Regions from separate parts of the Rattus norvegicus genome. Here region 2 is linked to region 1. The links are chromatin contacts, called in public Hi-C maps. All regions are on one chromosome and are shown on one strand. Each heading gives the region's core, a stretch centred on a gene start, on an enhancer-like site or on the middle of the called end of the contact. The rest is flanking DNA. Distances are from core to core; before and after follow the strand shown. Region 1 holds the start of Wasl (WASP like actin nucleation promoting factor). Region 2 holds the start of Pot1 (protection of telomeres 1).

Region 1 (3,305 bases), core at 591-3,090:
CAAGGAAGCACGGGCTGGGGAGTGTGTGTGAAATGACTGGAACTCCATAGGTCTTTCCTAACAGGTTCTGAAGCACACACCAGCCCACAGCTTTTCTTTTCACAACTTTCTCTCACATCTGTCTTCAAAGCAGTCTGTGGTCTAGGAGAGCTGGTATTTTTAGTTTAAAAAAAAATGTTCATTCTAATTCTGTGTACATTTTAAAATGAAAATAGAATGACATCACTTTCCCCTCCCCCCTCCAGCCCCACCCAGGTATCCTCCCTCCAGCCCCTCCTATGTAACCTCCCTTGCACACACAGTCTCAAAATAGTTTTAATTGCTTTTTTTTTTTTTTGGGATTGTTTGTGGTTGTGTGTGTGTGTGTGTGTGTGTGTGTGTGTGTGTGTGTGTGTGTGTAGAACCAAGGACCTTACACACATTAGGCAGGCATTCCCTGGCCTAGGTCCTAGCTAGCTTCTTGGGTTTTACTAATTAACAGGCCTGTCTAGAATTATAATGGCAGTTTGGGTATTTTAGCATAATGGACTAAAACAATCTGTTTGGCAAAATCTGTAGCCTGATCACTAAGAAAGAGAATATGTTCCAAACTCACTGACATAGATTTGAGAATTGTGTAAGGCTGTGAATTAAAAGTTTTTTTTAAAAGGCTTATATAAAAATGAATGTAAAAATACATACTTCAGTACTTGATCCTCTAGACGAAGAAATATGTAACAGACCACAAGCAAAGATGGTGAAATTTGAGACAGGACTTGGGTACTCACTATGTATCAAGTACATGGTTTTCTCTCTACATTTTTAAAGTAGTCTAACTGTCCCAACTTCTACTATACTACCTCCGTGAAACAGTGATTTCATTTTACAGATGAGGAACCTGACACAGAGAAGCAATTCCTGAATGCCTTTAAACGGTCTAACTGCAACTTTAACCTTGAGCCAACCACAGCCTGTTTTTGGATAAGAAAACATTTTCCATTCAACCGTATTATTTTAGATTAACCCTTAATATTATGAGACACAACGAAGTCCCATTATTTACTTGTGCTGAGAATATAGCTCAGCTGGCTGAGAACGCACCAGGCCCTAGGTCCCAGCACCTATGCTACAGAACCACGAAATTAACTCATAAGGGGGGAAAAAAGTAAGGTATATTCCATTACGACATTCACAAACGCGTGTTTCATCTTGAATTAAAGAAACAACAAGGTGTTTCGAATTTGATAGAGAAAGATGGAGAGGGATGGTTTCCAATTCACAAGGCAAGAAAAAAAAATGGTATTCAGGATCATCGGAGCGTAAATACTACACAAACCTATCCTACGAGATCCGCCAGAAGGGCGGTGGATGTATTTTGTGAGTCTGTTTCCGACATCTATGAAGATGTCTTTTCTGATCTCGGCAAAAGCCTGTCCCTCCCTGCCCCGGTGGCGGCCAGTACTAAGTTCGAGAAACCAGAGGCACCTGCAGCTCTGACCGAAACCACGCCGGCCGACCTTTCTCTCCAGCTAACCTAGACCTTCCTCACAGGCGGCCTGAGAGTCCCACTTCGGAGCCTGACAAACACCGCGCGAAGTGGACGCTCCGCAAAGCAGAGCGGTGCTACAAGACGCAACCCGCTCAGTGATGCCAGAGCCCCTCCAGTCCGGCCTCGGTCTGAGTCTGCGCACGCGCGAGGTGGTCACGGGGGGCGGGGGAAACTAGGCAGTAATAAGACCTCAACCCTGCTGAGCCTTGTCGCTCCCGGAAGGGGGCGTGGCCTGGCGCGGACACGCCCCGGCGCGCAGCAAGCGAGGGGGTGTTCGGCCGTGCCGAGTTTCCGGCGCGCTCCCCCGCGTCCCGCGTCCCGTGGTCTCGCCCGCCCCTGCTGCCATGTTGGATTGTGCGGCTACTGCCGCCGCCGCCGCCGCCGCTGCCGCCGCCAGAGGACTGGAGGAGTAAGGAGTTTAGCGCAGCCGCTGGAGTGCGAGGACAACGACCATCCGGCCCGAGCCAAGTAGGGCGGGAGTCCGGAGCTTCCCTGTCGGCGCGCGGCCTGAAGGCGCCCGCCGTCAGCTCCTTCCCTCGGCCTCCGCGCGCCGGAGGAGCGACGGGATGCTGCGTCTGTAACTGCCGGCTCGCGCCCCTGTCACCCGGAGTGGGACCGAGTGCTCGCCCACCACCAGAAGAGACGGCCCTGGACACTCCACCCCACCGGCGACACCATGAGCTCGGGCCAGCAGCCCCCGCGGAGGGTCACCAACGTGGGCTCCCTGCTGCTCACCCCGCAAGAAAACGAGTCTCTTTTCTCCTTCCTCGGCAAGAAATGTGTGGTCAGTGACCGAGACCCCTGTCGCCATCCCCAATGTCTCCTTGGCGGGTTCGGGCTGGGGTACTCAAGAATAGGATAGAGAAGGGGGCGGGCTCGGCACCGCTGGAGTGCTACTGGGGGCCAGGCCTCCAGCCTCCCGGGCCCTGGTGCTCCCCTCACCCTGCGTCCCGGGAGCAGGCCTGTCCAGGCTGGGAGTCGCTTCCCCCAGCTGCTGGAAAACAAGGGAGTGTCACCTCCGTAGGCCTGCCCAGAAGCCCTGGTCGGCCGGGCCGGGTCCATGCCCTTGCTGCAGGTTCAAACTTTACTCTGGACCACAAGGGGATTTTCTTCGTGCATCAGCTGCTTAATCTCACAACAGAATCCCAGCATTGGCCCTTGCTTCACTTCCTACTTCTGGATCTGGGTTATCTTCCTTAACAATGCTAGAGGTTTTGGGAGTGAATAGATGGGAAAAGAAGCAAAACGGATTTTCCGTCCCCCTTAGGATTCCAGTAGAAGATAAAGTAGAGTGAAGGTTCATGGACACTTCGGATCAGAGCAAGGGCAGGAAATGCGCCTGCTCCCCATGCAAAAAAAAAAAAACAAAAAAACAAAAAAAAACGGGGTTTATTTCTCCAGCAGAAACTAGGCCTAGTTTCTACTCTCCGCCCCACTGTTTTGTTTTGTTTTGTTTTTTCTTTTTCTTTTCTCCATTGCGGTGGTGGTGGTGGTGGTGGTGGTGCTGCTGCTGCTGCTGCTGCTGCTGCTGCTGCTGCTGCTTTCTCCGAAGCCATGCTTAGGGAAGCGGCAGATTCTAATGGCCTTTGGGATCAAAAGTGGTTCTGAGTTTGGTGCTGTGAGGCCCATCCCAAGCCCAGATGGCGGATTGGGAGCGAGCAGTTCTGTGGGAAGGGGAATGGGTACTGTTGACGGAAGCATTCGTTACATTGGCTGCAGGCATTTCTGCGGGTGGGGAGGTTTTCCTTGGTGAAGGCCTTATCTTGATCTTCCTGAG
Region 2 (3,338 bases), core at 621-3,120, 1.1 Mb before region 1:
ATTGAAGAGTGAGGAAAGGAAGGATATGGGGGCAGTTGGAAAGAGGGAAAGAGACTAAATGGTGTAATTGTATTTTTTTATTGCAAAAAAATTTAAAAAAATAATTTAAATTCACACAACTTGGGCAAATCCTTGGCCAATAAAATGAGTTTAGAAATTTTGACAGGAAAACCACAATGCTTTTAGACTTAGTAAAACAAACAATCAAACAAACAAAAAACAAAAAAACAAAAAACAAAAAACAAAACCCAACCAAACAAAAAACTTCTTAAGACGAAATATCTCCTTTTGGCTTAGCAACACAGTCTTCCCTGTTTTAGTTAAGGAAAATTTCCATGTAGTTTTCAGCTGAGGGTTTGGGAGGGATAGAAGAGCTGATGTTCAAGGTAAGAAAAGAAACATTTTTTCCCCCAGAGTATTGTTCATCCAATGAATATTTAGATCCTAAAGCTACCAGCCATTGTATAGCAGTCTTGGTTCTAAAACAGAACAGCTAACCCTGCTCCTAGTACACTTCAATGTAGAAAGATGTATTTAAACACTGTGGGAAGGCAATGAGGAAAACATGAATATCTGCTAGGAGGATATACATAATTTTACTGTTGTGGAAGTGAGGGTGTTGTCAACTGGGTAGAGGCTTTGATGTTAGATACAAATTGATGGGAGAATTAGTTCTGAAGCAAATGCAAAGCTTTGCGCAGAGAACAAGTACAGCAGCTTACTCAACAGAGTAGGAATTCATAAAACAACGACAGTGCATTTCTCCTTCAGAAAAAGGTTCGCTTTTTCCAGGAAAGGGGGACTTTGTTCACAAGCCACTTAAGCTTCGAAATATATATATATATATATATATATATATATATATATATATATATGCACACACACACACACACACACATATATATATATATATATATATATATATATATATATATACATATATATATATGTCCCTCCCACTCCTGAAGAATGTTAACCTGTTATTATAATGAAACTATAACCAGTCATAACTGGTATGTCACCCGTTTGGTTGCTGGTTCTTGTTAATTTTTTCTGATGTCCTGCTTGTCAAAGATGCTGCCTTTAGGCCCTTACCTGGAGTTAGGAGAATCTTCTGGTTCCCTGCTTTCGGCCAAAGTGCACGGACCAAAATCCATACACTGGACTAAACTTAAGAGATAAATAGTATTTCACAACTGGCTGAGGTGACTAACAGTATAGGTCTGGGCCTTATTATGCTCTTCTAATGGACAGCCCTTTAATTCCACTTTAGTTGATATTCCTGGTTCACTTATCTTTTATGAACACAGGGGTGGGGAATGAAAAGGAAGCTTTAGAAAATAATGGCAAGGTTCTTCAGCTTAAATAGCTGAAAACAGCACAAATGTCACCAAACTGCTATAAAACAAATAACATCATTACCACCATGTATTTACAGCCTTGGAAAAGCTGCATTTGAATGTTTAACTTAAAAGGTAAATAAAAGCTTTAGCTTCGAGGGCTTCTAGTCGACAGAATGGAATCCGGATCCAATGTCTGGTTTGGAATAGAGTTCCTACTGGGTATAGTATTTAAGAATTATATTTTGGGTTGTAAGACTAGCATTTCCTGGCTAAGCAACATCACCAGTCCACGATTTAGCCATTTTAGGAGCTGGTCTGGCTCCCCCTGCAGGCTAGGGGTTGTCTCCTTTGAGGGACAGGAAATCCGCGTGAAGCTGGGAGAGGAGGGGCCAGCAGCTTGCTGCGGCTCCGCGCTCCTCCTCTTCTAGGTGTTTACCCGGGAGACCTCAGCAAACCGCTGTGCAATTCTAGTGGAGTACGCATGCGTGTGCTCAGCGGCTCGAGCCCGCGCGCGCGCATGACGTCATGGGCGCGTCAATGCAGACCTTAGTTGTCCGCGGGTCTTGCTGGTGAGTGAGCCTGAGGAGGTTTGGATTTCATGGTGGGGACTCGGCGGGCCCGGCCCTGGATAAATATTACGGGGACTCTTTAGTTCATTGCAAAATATGGCCCAGTTTTGCAGGAACTCTATTACGTACTGTTAGTGTTGGCCGAACACTATCGGAGCGAGACGTGAATAGATCCAAGAACGCCCTCATGCTTCGTAGTGACGCTATTGAGTATCCCAGGCAAGAAGTTTGAGAAGAAAGATTCAACCTAGACTTCATAGATTAGCAGCAAATGCAGTTTCTCTTACGTTATTTACGAGTTTTGAGGGAGGAGGCAGCAAATACTGGAATCAGGAAGCTTTTGGTGCAGTGTGCTTACACAGTATTTTAATTGACAAAGGAGTTAAAGAATAAAACCCGTACTTACCCACCTCCCATGTCCAGCATTTTAAAATATCAAGGTGAAATTGGAGAAATTATAACAGATATAAAAGCTAGCTTTTAGAAGCTAGTTTTGAATATAAAAGCTTCCAGCTAAGAAGGTTGTTAACTCAGAAAACATTTTCCTCCTGGAGGAATACCCATATTTTATATACTGAATCTTGGTGAGAGTTTTTTTTTTTTTTCTTTTTATAGTTACAACTGAGACGGAATATATCAATGTTATAATTTTCCAGCAGGCACTTAACAAACATTTTATGATACAGTGGGATATGTTTCTGAGGTCCAAGATAAATATATCTGACCTAACTAAAGGTGATCTCTAATTCTAATTAATAATGTGCAGCAGTATGTTATGTGAACATGAGATAACTTTTTGGTTTGATATGTTAGATTAAGAAAGTAAAACTGGGACTTTCGGGGTGATGATGTATTTTACTTAACCTTCCTCTTCCTTTTGCGTATGAGTAGTCATGTATGCAGAAGAATTTGTATGTAATAGTAAGATTCAGTTAGTTTCATACTAGGTGTTGGCAGGAGAAAGACATAGCCACTCTGCCTCCTGTACAAGGAATATATAAGATATAGAAAGCTTAAAGGGAGAAAATCCAGTTAGGCAACGACAGCAATGAACATAAGTGCTGATAGTGATTTGAATTAGTGGTAAAAGGGTTAGGAAAAAATAGTAACTTAAAGCTAATGAACAGTACAACTTAGGTTTTTTTTTCTGTGGTGTGGCATTTTGGTGTCTTGTGTATGTTAATTCGTTTCATTATCGCAAAGACTTGTGACATTGATGCTTTATATCTTACCTATGTAGAAAAGGGTGCCGTATTTCAGAAAGGTTAAGTAATTTTCTTGAGATCAGATAGTTAACAGATGGTGGAGATGACATTTGAATCTACACAGTTTGTTTCAGACTTGATGAGATAAAGTCCAGAATAATTAGAACAGAGAAGCAATGAGGTCAGGAAACTAACTTTTAAATTCCCATCTATGCTGAGTA

Evidence for each region. Hi-C and Micro-C count contacts between places; a contact is called where the count stands out from the background.
Region 2: a Hi-C map of frontal cortex shows a contact between it and region 1, with 4 times the contacts expected there. The contact joins the promoter of Pot1 here to the promoter of Wasl in region 1. A contact is called at or near these places in 2 of 12 Hi-C or Micro-C datasets (frontal cortex and psoas muscle).

Annotation. Positions count from the first base shown.
Region 1 is chr4:54,096,105-54,099,409 of GRCr8, reverse strand. It overlaps Wasl (WASP like actin nucleation promoting factor), which reads left to right and starts at 1,840. Exons shown (of 11, transcript NM_001110365.1): 1 at 1,840-2,312. The coding sequence starts at 2,205.
Region 2 is chr4:55,227,075-55,230,412 of GRCr8, reverse strand. It overlaps Pot1 (protection of telomeres 1), which reads left to right and starts at 1,870. Exons shown (of 17, transcript NM_001395152.1): 1 at 1,870-1,912. It overlaps LOC120102246 (a long non-coding RNA gene), which reads right to left and starts at 1,834. Exons shown (of 2, transcript XR_005503489.2): 1 at 1,096-1,834.